Linked DNA regions of Callithrix jacchus: region 2 is linked to region 1. A link is a contact called in public Hi-C data. All regions are on one chromosome and are shown on one strand. Each heading gives the region's core, a stretch centred on a gene start, on an enhancer-like site or on the middle of the called end of the contact. The rest is flanking DNA. Distances are from core to core; before and after follow the strand shown.

The links. A called contact is a pair of places that touch in the nucleus more often than the background predicts.
Region 2: a contact with region 1 is called in a Hi-C map of skeletal muscle, with 2.7 times the contacts expected there. The contact joins the promoter of ACSS2 here to the promoter of TRPC4AP in region 1. A contact is called at or near these places in 2 of 3 Hi-C or Micro-C datasets (both in skeletal muscle).

What each region holds. Positions count from the first base shown.
Region 1 is chr5:4,219,922-4,223,478 of calJac240_pri, reverse strand. TRPC4AP (transient receptor potential cation channel subfamily C member 4 associated protein) reads right to left here and starts at 2,144. Exons shown (of 20, transcript XM_078371060.1): 1 at 1,352-2,144. The coding sequence starts at 1,801.
Region 2 is chr5:4,421,737-4,425,477 of calJac240_pri, reverse strand. It overlaps ACSS2 (acyl-CoA synthetase short chain family member 2), which reads left to right and starts at 1,882. Exons shown (of 18, transcript XM_078371061.1): 1 at 1,882-2,047.

The sequences.
Region 1 (3,557 bases), core at 895-3,394:
GATTACAGGATCTTAAGTCACGGAGAGAAGAACACAAAGGGGGAAAAAGGCTGCTAAAAAGGTTGTCTGATGCCCAGGAAAACATTTCTCACTCAGAACTGCGCCTTTCATCCACCATCCTCCATACACACAGACCACCTAGCCTTTATTTTATTCTATCCTTTTATCATTTGAGAAAGTGATATGCAAGTTAAATTTAAATACAAAGTTATACTGTGAAAAGTCTCACTCCCATTCTCTTTCCCTTTAGCCCAATTCCCACCTCACTCCCACCAACCACTTTATAGTTTCTTGAGTATCCTTCAAACTTCCTTGATGCAAAAGCTGTCTTTTAAATAAAGCTAATGTTTTACAGGTGTGTTAGCAAGGTTTGAGGTGGGGGAGGGTGAAAGAAGGAGGAGACTAGGTCTTACTAATTCTGCTTTACCCTAAAGCAGTGTCCTTCACTCACTCAAAAATAATAATCACCATATGTTGGGCACCTGTTATAAATCAGATACTTAATATTAACCAACCACTTTCAGCCAGAAATGCACTAATGCTTTACACAATTGCCCCCTTTGATCTCCACAACAATCTTAAAAGGTTGGTTACTAATTCTCATCTTCATCTTACAAGTGAGGAAACTAAGGCACAGAAAGGTAACCTGCCCAACCAAGAGAGAGGAGCAGGGCTTTGAACCCAGGCCTGACTCCAGAGTCCCTCTTAACCATGACGCTCTACATTGGCAAACCAGATCCAGTCTCTGCACCCGCTGGAAGTCAGCCTAATGTGGGAGACAGGCGAGAAAAAGGCAGACAACAAAGAAATATGAAATTATAGACTAAGAAAGTAACGTAAACGAAACCAATGCGCGGCTGTGACAGAATAACAACGGGGACCTACTTTAGAAAGGAGGAAGAGAGAGTGTCAAGGAAAGGCCTGAGAAAATGACATTTATGATAACGCTTGGGAACCGTCTGGGGGCTGCAATGATGACCCCCTCCCCCACGCCCAATACACGGGAGAAACTCGAGGCCCATAGAGACTAAAACAAACTCGCCAGGGTCTCCCAGACATGCAGACGTGGCGCAAGGGAGGGAGGATCCAGAAACCGGGCCCAGGGTTCGTACACGCCATCAGTGCCCACAGCAGCCCAGCCCCGCTCGGCTACTGACAAGGGACATCAAGCCAGCTGCTTTCCACGGCCCCGCTGCAGCTGAGAGCGTCCGGGCAGCTCACAGGGAGGCCTTGCGGCCAGCCAAGGGGGGTCTGGCCTGTCCAGCGGCGGCCTGGAAAGGCCTCTTTCCCGGTCCCTGGCCAGCTCCCGCCTGGTCCGCCCCGCCCCGCCCCTCCTGGGCCAGCCTCGTACCTGCACTGCCCGGACCAGACCCCGGCCGGTCAGCTGGCCCTGCCGCAGCTGCAACAGAATGTTCCCGGGCCGCGGCCGGCCGCCCCATCCGCCCCAAGCCGCTACTGTGGCTGCCGACCGTCTGCCTCGGCCGGCTCCGGACCCTGCCACTGCCGGCGCCGCCGCCATGTCTCCTCGTCCGACAAACAGGAAGCAAGCGGCCTCGGGGCCCAGGAGATTTCTACGGGGCGGCGGAGGGGTCGCCGCAGCGCCCCCAGCGGGCCGTCGGCGGAGGCGCAAGCCGCGTGGCACGAACAGTGCGCGTCGTGGGGGCTGCTGGGAAATGTAGTCCTGCGCGGCAGCGGGGCCGGTGGGAAAAAAGATAAGGTCTTTCCGGTACCTCCGGTTTCTCTGGCCCCCGGGCCCAGCATTCAGGCTGAATCTCCCGAGGTCTGAGATCAGTCCCTGCATGCGCACTCTCCCATTTCTCCCCTTCTGTTTGGGGAGGATGCAGGCAGCTGGCTAAGAAATGATCCTGGGCTTCAGGTCAGGAGTCAGGCCCTCGAATCTGATTCTGGCCTGCTTCTCTCTGCCTGTGACTCGCCGCGGACCTCGACCAAGTCATCGCACTCTGCTCCTGCCCCTCAGTGTCCTCATCAGGTCACTCCAGCTATAGGTCCTGGGATCCTGATCAGTCAATCAGTAGTTCCTGGGGCTTTCTTTGCACCCGACACTGAACCATGTCTGGGGAAAGGTGGGGTGTCTGGGATACAGCGGTGAGCAGAACGGCCTAGAACTCTTTATCACGAAATGCAGGTCACAGGGGAAAACAGCAGAAAGAAATGCACAGACTCAAACTGGATAAGTTGTGTAACTGGATAGGTTGTTGTGAAATTAAATGATGGAAGGCAAAGGGTTTAGTAAGTTGTGACATCACATTCTCTGTCAAAGGGAAACCCTGTCCTACTTTCTATCCACCAGATAGCCTGTTGTCTCTACCATGAGCCCACATATTCATTCTTTAAGCTAACTTCTGTGGCAAGATGGCTCTGACTCCTTGCACCCAATGCACACACAATTTTTCCCTTTCTAGCAAGGGGCTTGCCATAAAAATGAAAGAGGGCCAGGCGCGGTGGCTCACGCCTGTAATCCCAGCACTTTGGGAGGCCGAGGTGGGTGGATTGCCTGAGCTCAGGAGTTCGAGACCAGCCTGGGCAACAAGGGGAAATCCCGTCTCTACTAAAATACAAAAAATTAGCCTGGCGTGGCGGCGTGCACCTGTAGTCCCGGTTGCTCCGGAGGTTGAGGCAGGAGAATTGCAAGAATCCGGGAGGCAGAGGTTGCAGTGAGCCAACCACTGCACTCCAGACAGAGCGAGACTCCGTCTCAAATAAAAAAAAAAAAAAAGTGGGGGGGGGGAGCTAAGTGTGATGTAAGAGGGAATGGTGAAGATTGTGACTCAACTAAGATGGCTGTAAATAATTGCTCAGACCAAACACTTTAAAGAATGAAAAGACACAATAAATAATTACATCTGGACAGTAGGCATAAAAGGGACTCTCCCAGGTGAACTGGCACTCTGGTTACCATCCTCACGCCCCATCTAAAAGGAGTGGTCTCACCATCCTTCTTTATAGAACTAGAAAGAAAAAATTCTAAAATTCATATGGAACCAAAAAACAGCCTGCATAGCCAAAGCAAGAATAAGCAAAAAGAATAAATCTGAGGCCAAGCGCAGTGGCTTGTGCCTGTAATCCCAGCACTGGGAGGCTGAGGCAGGTGGATCATCTGAGGTTGGGAGTTTGAGACCAGCCTGACCAATATGGAGAAACCTCGTCTCTACTAAAAATACAAAAATTAGCCGGATGTGGTGGCACATGCCTGTAATCACAGCTACTTGGGAGGCTGAGGCAGGAGAATCGCTTGAACCCAGGAGGGTTGCCATGAGCCGAGATCGCGCCATTGCACTCCACCCTGGGCAGCAAGAGCAAAACTCTGTCTCAATAAATAAATAAATAAATAAATAAGAATAAATCTGGAGGCATCACATTACCTGACTTCAAACTATACTATAAGGCCATAGTCACCCAAACAACATGGTACTGGTATAAAAATAGGCACATAGATTAATGGAACAAAATAGAGAACACAGAAATAAAGCCAAATACTTTTAGCCAACTGATCTTCCACAAAGCAAACAAAAACATAAAGTGGGGAAATGACATCC
Region 2 (3,741 bases), core at 633-3,132, 200 kb before region 1:
CTCCTGCCTCAGCCTTCTGAGTAGCTGGGATTACAGGCACACACCACCACATGCGGCTACTTTCTGTATTTTTAGTAGAGATGAGGTTTCGTCATGTTGGTCAGGTTGGTTTCGAACTCCTTACCTTGTGATCCACCTGCCTCAGTCTCCCAAAGTGCTGGGATTAGAGGCATGAGCCACCGCACCTGGCCAAGATTTTTTTTTTTTTTAAGTTTAGCGTGTGCAAGGTCTATGGTCAGCTGGGCAAAGAGCAGGGAAGTAGGTAGGAAGGGAGTCTGGGCTAGATGGGGTCACAAGGCCCATGTAGACTTCAGGAGGTGGGAGATGCCTGCTTCAGGCCTCAGAATCACTCTCGGAGTTAGATATTTAAGAATCTTTCCTGTCTTGACAGCCAGTCTGTGAAATGATGGGTGAGGTGGGCCCTTCTTGGTGGTAGATGCAGGTTAGAGATGGAGGAGGGTCCTGCCTGACTTTTTTCTGGGGTGGAGGGGCTAGAGGAAAGCTAGAGGTAATTAAGCCCAGGTTGTGGTAATGGTGGTGGGGGTTTCCCTCTGTGAAGTAAAGAGATTGTGAAGGAAAGAAGCGAATGTGGGCCGGTGTGTAATCCCAGCACTTTGGGAGGCCGAGGTGGGCAGATCACCTGAGGCCAGGTGTTCAAGACCAGCCTGGCCAACATAGTGAAATTCCATCTCTACCAAAAATACAAAAATTAGCTGGGCGTGGTGGTGCGCACCTGTAATCCCAGCTACTTGGGAGGCTGAGGCAGGAAAATTGCTTGAACCCAGGAGGCAGAGGTTGCAGTGAGCTGAGATCATGCCACTGCATTCCAGCCTGGGAGACAAACTGAGAGACTCCGTCTCAAAACAAAAACAACAACTAAAAAAGAGAATATGAATCATTTTTTGTACTCGCACAGACTTTGATATTTTACAAGCCTTAGCTTCAAGCCTGTTGAGGAAGTAAAACCAAAGCTGGAGTCAAGCCCCTAACTTGGTCGTTATTTGCTTTGTGACTTTGCATAAGTTCCTTCCCTTTCCTGGGTTTGCCATTTGTGCAGTTGGGAGGTGGGTTTATTATCAAAAATCTGAAGGTATCTCTTAGTCTTCACTTATTAAGTATTGTACTTTAGATCTGGATGGAGATTTGTGAAGGCAAGGAGATTGAAGACATGTCCTCATAAGAGGGAGAAAATTTGAGCTGGTTCCAGGGTAAGCAGAGAGGAGGTGCTGTTGCCAGAGCATGCCCTCAAGGTCGTGGGAGAAGTTTCTCCTGAGGTCGGAATGTGGATGTGGCTCAGAGAGGGGGACCTGGAGGGAAGGGTGTCACTTGGAAGGGACCCTACCCCACTTGGCTTTCCAACTCAGTGGGGTGACTGTCAGGACCGTGCAATCAGATCACGGGGCGGCTCCGCGATGGACCTGATTCAACTCCTTTTCTTAGTCCAGCCCCTTCCCGCTCGAGCCCCGCCCTAACCCAACCCCTAAACTGTCACTCCAAGATCTCACCCCATTCTGGTCACTCCATTGCTCTGCTTCCTCTCCTGTGACAACCAGCCAGGCTACGCCCCATCACTCCATGGGCCCACCTCCTCTCCTGTCACGCCTGGCCCACCCCTCCTCTGTCATTCCACGGCCCCACCCTCTCCCTTGTCACGCCAGGCCCCGCCCCTTCTGCTTTCACTCGAGGGCGTCTCTCCTTCGGGCAAGTCAGCTCTGCCCCTGTCCTTCGACTTTTTCTCATAGTATTTCTGTCCTTGCTCACCCCGATCCCGCCCCCACCAGGGATGGCCCCACCCCTCGTGCCACGCCCAAAGCCAATTAAGCCACGCCCTCACTCGCCAGGCCCCTCCTCTCCCAGGAGGCCCCGCCTCTAGGTCGGCCTGTTTTCCTCGTCCCGGCACCCGCTGCGACCGCAAAGGCGGTCACGGCTCTAGGAATTTGACGCGATGGGGCTTCCCGAGGAACGGGGCCGGAGCGGCAGCGGGAGCCGGGCCCAGGAGGAAGCTGGAGCCGGCGGCCAGGCGCGGAGTTGGTCTCCGCCGCCCGAGGTCAGCCGCTCCGCGCACGTCCCCTCCCTGCAGCGCTACCGCGAGCTGCACAGGCGCTCCGTGGAGGAGCCGCGGGGTGAGGCCCGGCCCGGGCGGGCCTGGGGGTGTCAGCGAGGAGAGGAGCGGCGGCTCCCTGGGGGAGTCGCGGGCTCTCCTGGGAAGCTGAGGTGTCCGTGAGAAGACGGAGGGACAAGGGATTCCTTGAGGAGAGGACGGTTCCCTGGGAGCTGGGGAGTTCCCTGGACGCTTGGAGGGTCGGTGGGGAGATGACGCGGGATTCCGCGAGGGAAGAAGTGAGGTTCCTTGGGGTTGGGACGGGGAGGTCGGCCAGGAAAGTAAAGGTTTGCTGGGAAGAGAAGGGAGTCCCTGAGGCGAAAAGAGGGTCTCTAGGGGGCGACGGGAGCCTTGAGGAGAAGAGGGCCGCGAGCAGAACTCTCTTTGCCTCCTTTTCACAGCAGCTCAGCCACTGCCTCCTGAGACCTCTAACCCTGAACTGCTGAGGGCAATAACGGGTCTGGGTCCCATCTTGGGATCCTCAGATTGGTAATGGGGTCCCAGAGCTGTTTTTAGCATATCCGACATCCTGACGGAAATTGCACGGTGTAAGACTGAACGGGTTATTACCATGTCAGGTTTGTCTGTTTTTGTTTTGAGACGGAGTTTCCCTCTTATCGCCCAGGCTGCAGTGCAATGGCGCGATCTCAGCTCACCACAACCTCCCCCTCCCAGGTTCAAGCGATTCTCCTGCCTCAGCCTCCCAAGTAGCTGGAATTACAGGCATGCGCCACCATGCCCGGCTAATTTTGTATTTTCGGTAGAGACGTGGTGGCTCACGCCTGTAATCCCAGCACTTTGGGAGGCCGAAGCGGGCGGATCACTTGAGGTTGGGAGTTCGAGACCAGCCTGATCAACATGAAGTTTGTTTTTTCTAATTTGGGCTGGGATTGTATTAATAATAATTTAAAAGTTCTGATAGATGGTTCCATGTCTGTTAAAATGTATGATGAAAATAAGCTAATTTTGTATTTTTAGTAGAGACGTGGTGGCTCACGTCTGTAATTCCAACACTTTGGGAGGCCAAGGCGGGCGGATCACTTGAGGTCAAGAATTTGAGACCATCCTGGCCGACATGGTGAAACCCCATCTTACTAAAAATACAAAAATTAGCTGGGCATGGTGGCACGTGCCACCATGGGGTGCCTGTAATTCCAGCTACTCAGGAGGCTGAGACAGGAGAATTGCTTGAACCTGGGAGGCGGAGGTTGCAGCGAGCTGAGATAGCATTACTGTACCCAGCCTGGGTAACAGAGCAAGACTCCGTCTCAAAAAAAAAAAAAAAAAAAAAAATGAGGAAAATCCCCTACCGTCATCCTCAGTCTGGGTAAAGGAGTCCATATATATATATATATATATATATATATATAATTTTTTAAATTTTGGAGACAAGGTCTCACTGTGTCACCCAGGCTGGAGTGCAGTTGGCCGATCTAGGCTCACTATGGCCTCCAACTTCTGGGCTCATGTGATCTTCCTGCCTCAGCCTCCTGGGTAGCTGGGACTACAGGCCCACGTCGTGATGCCCAGCTAATTTTTTATATTTTTTGGAGAGATGGGGTTTTGCCATGTTGCCCAGGCTGGTCTCAAACTCCTGGCCTCGGTCCTTCCTCCCACCTTAGCCTCCCAAAGTGCTGGGA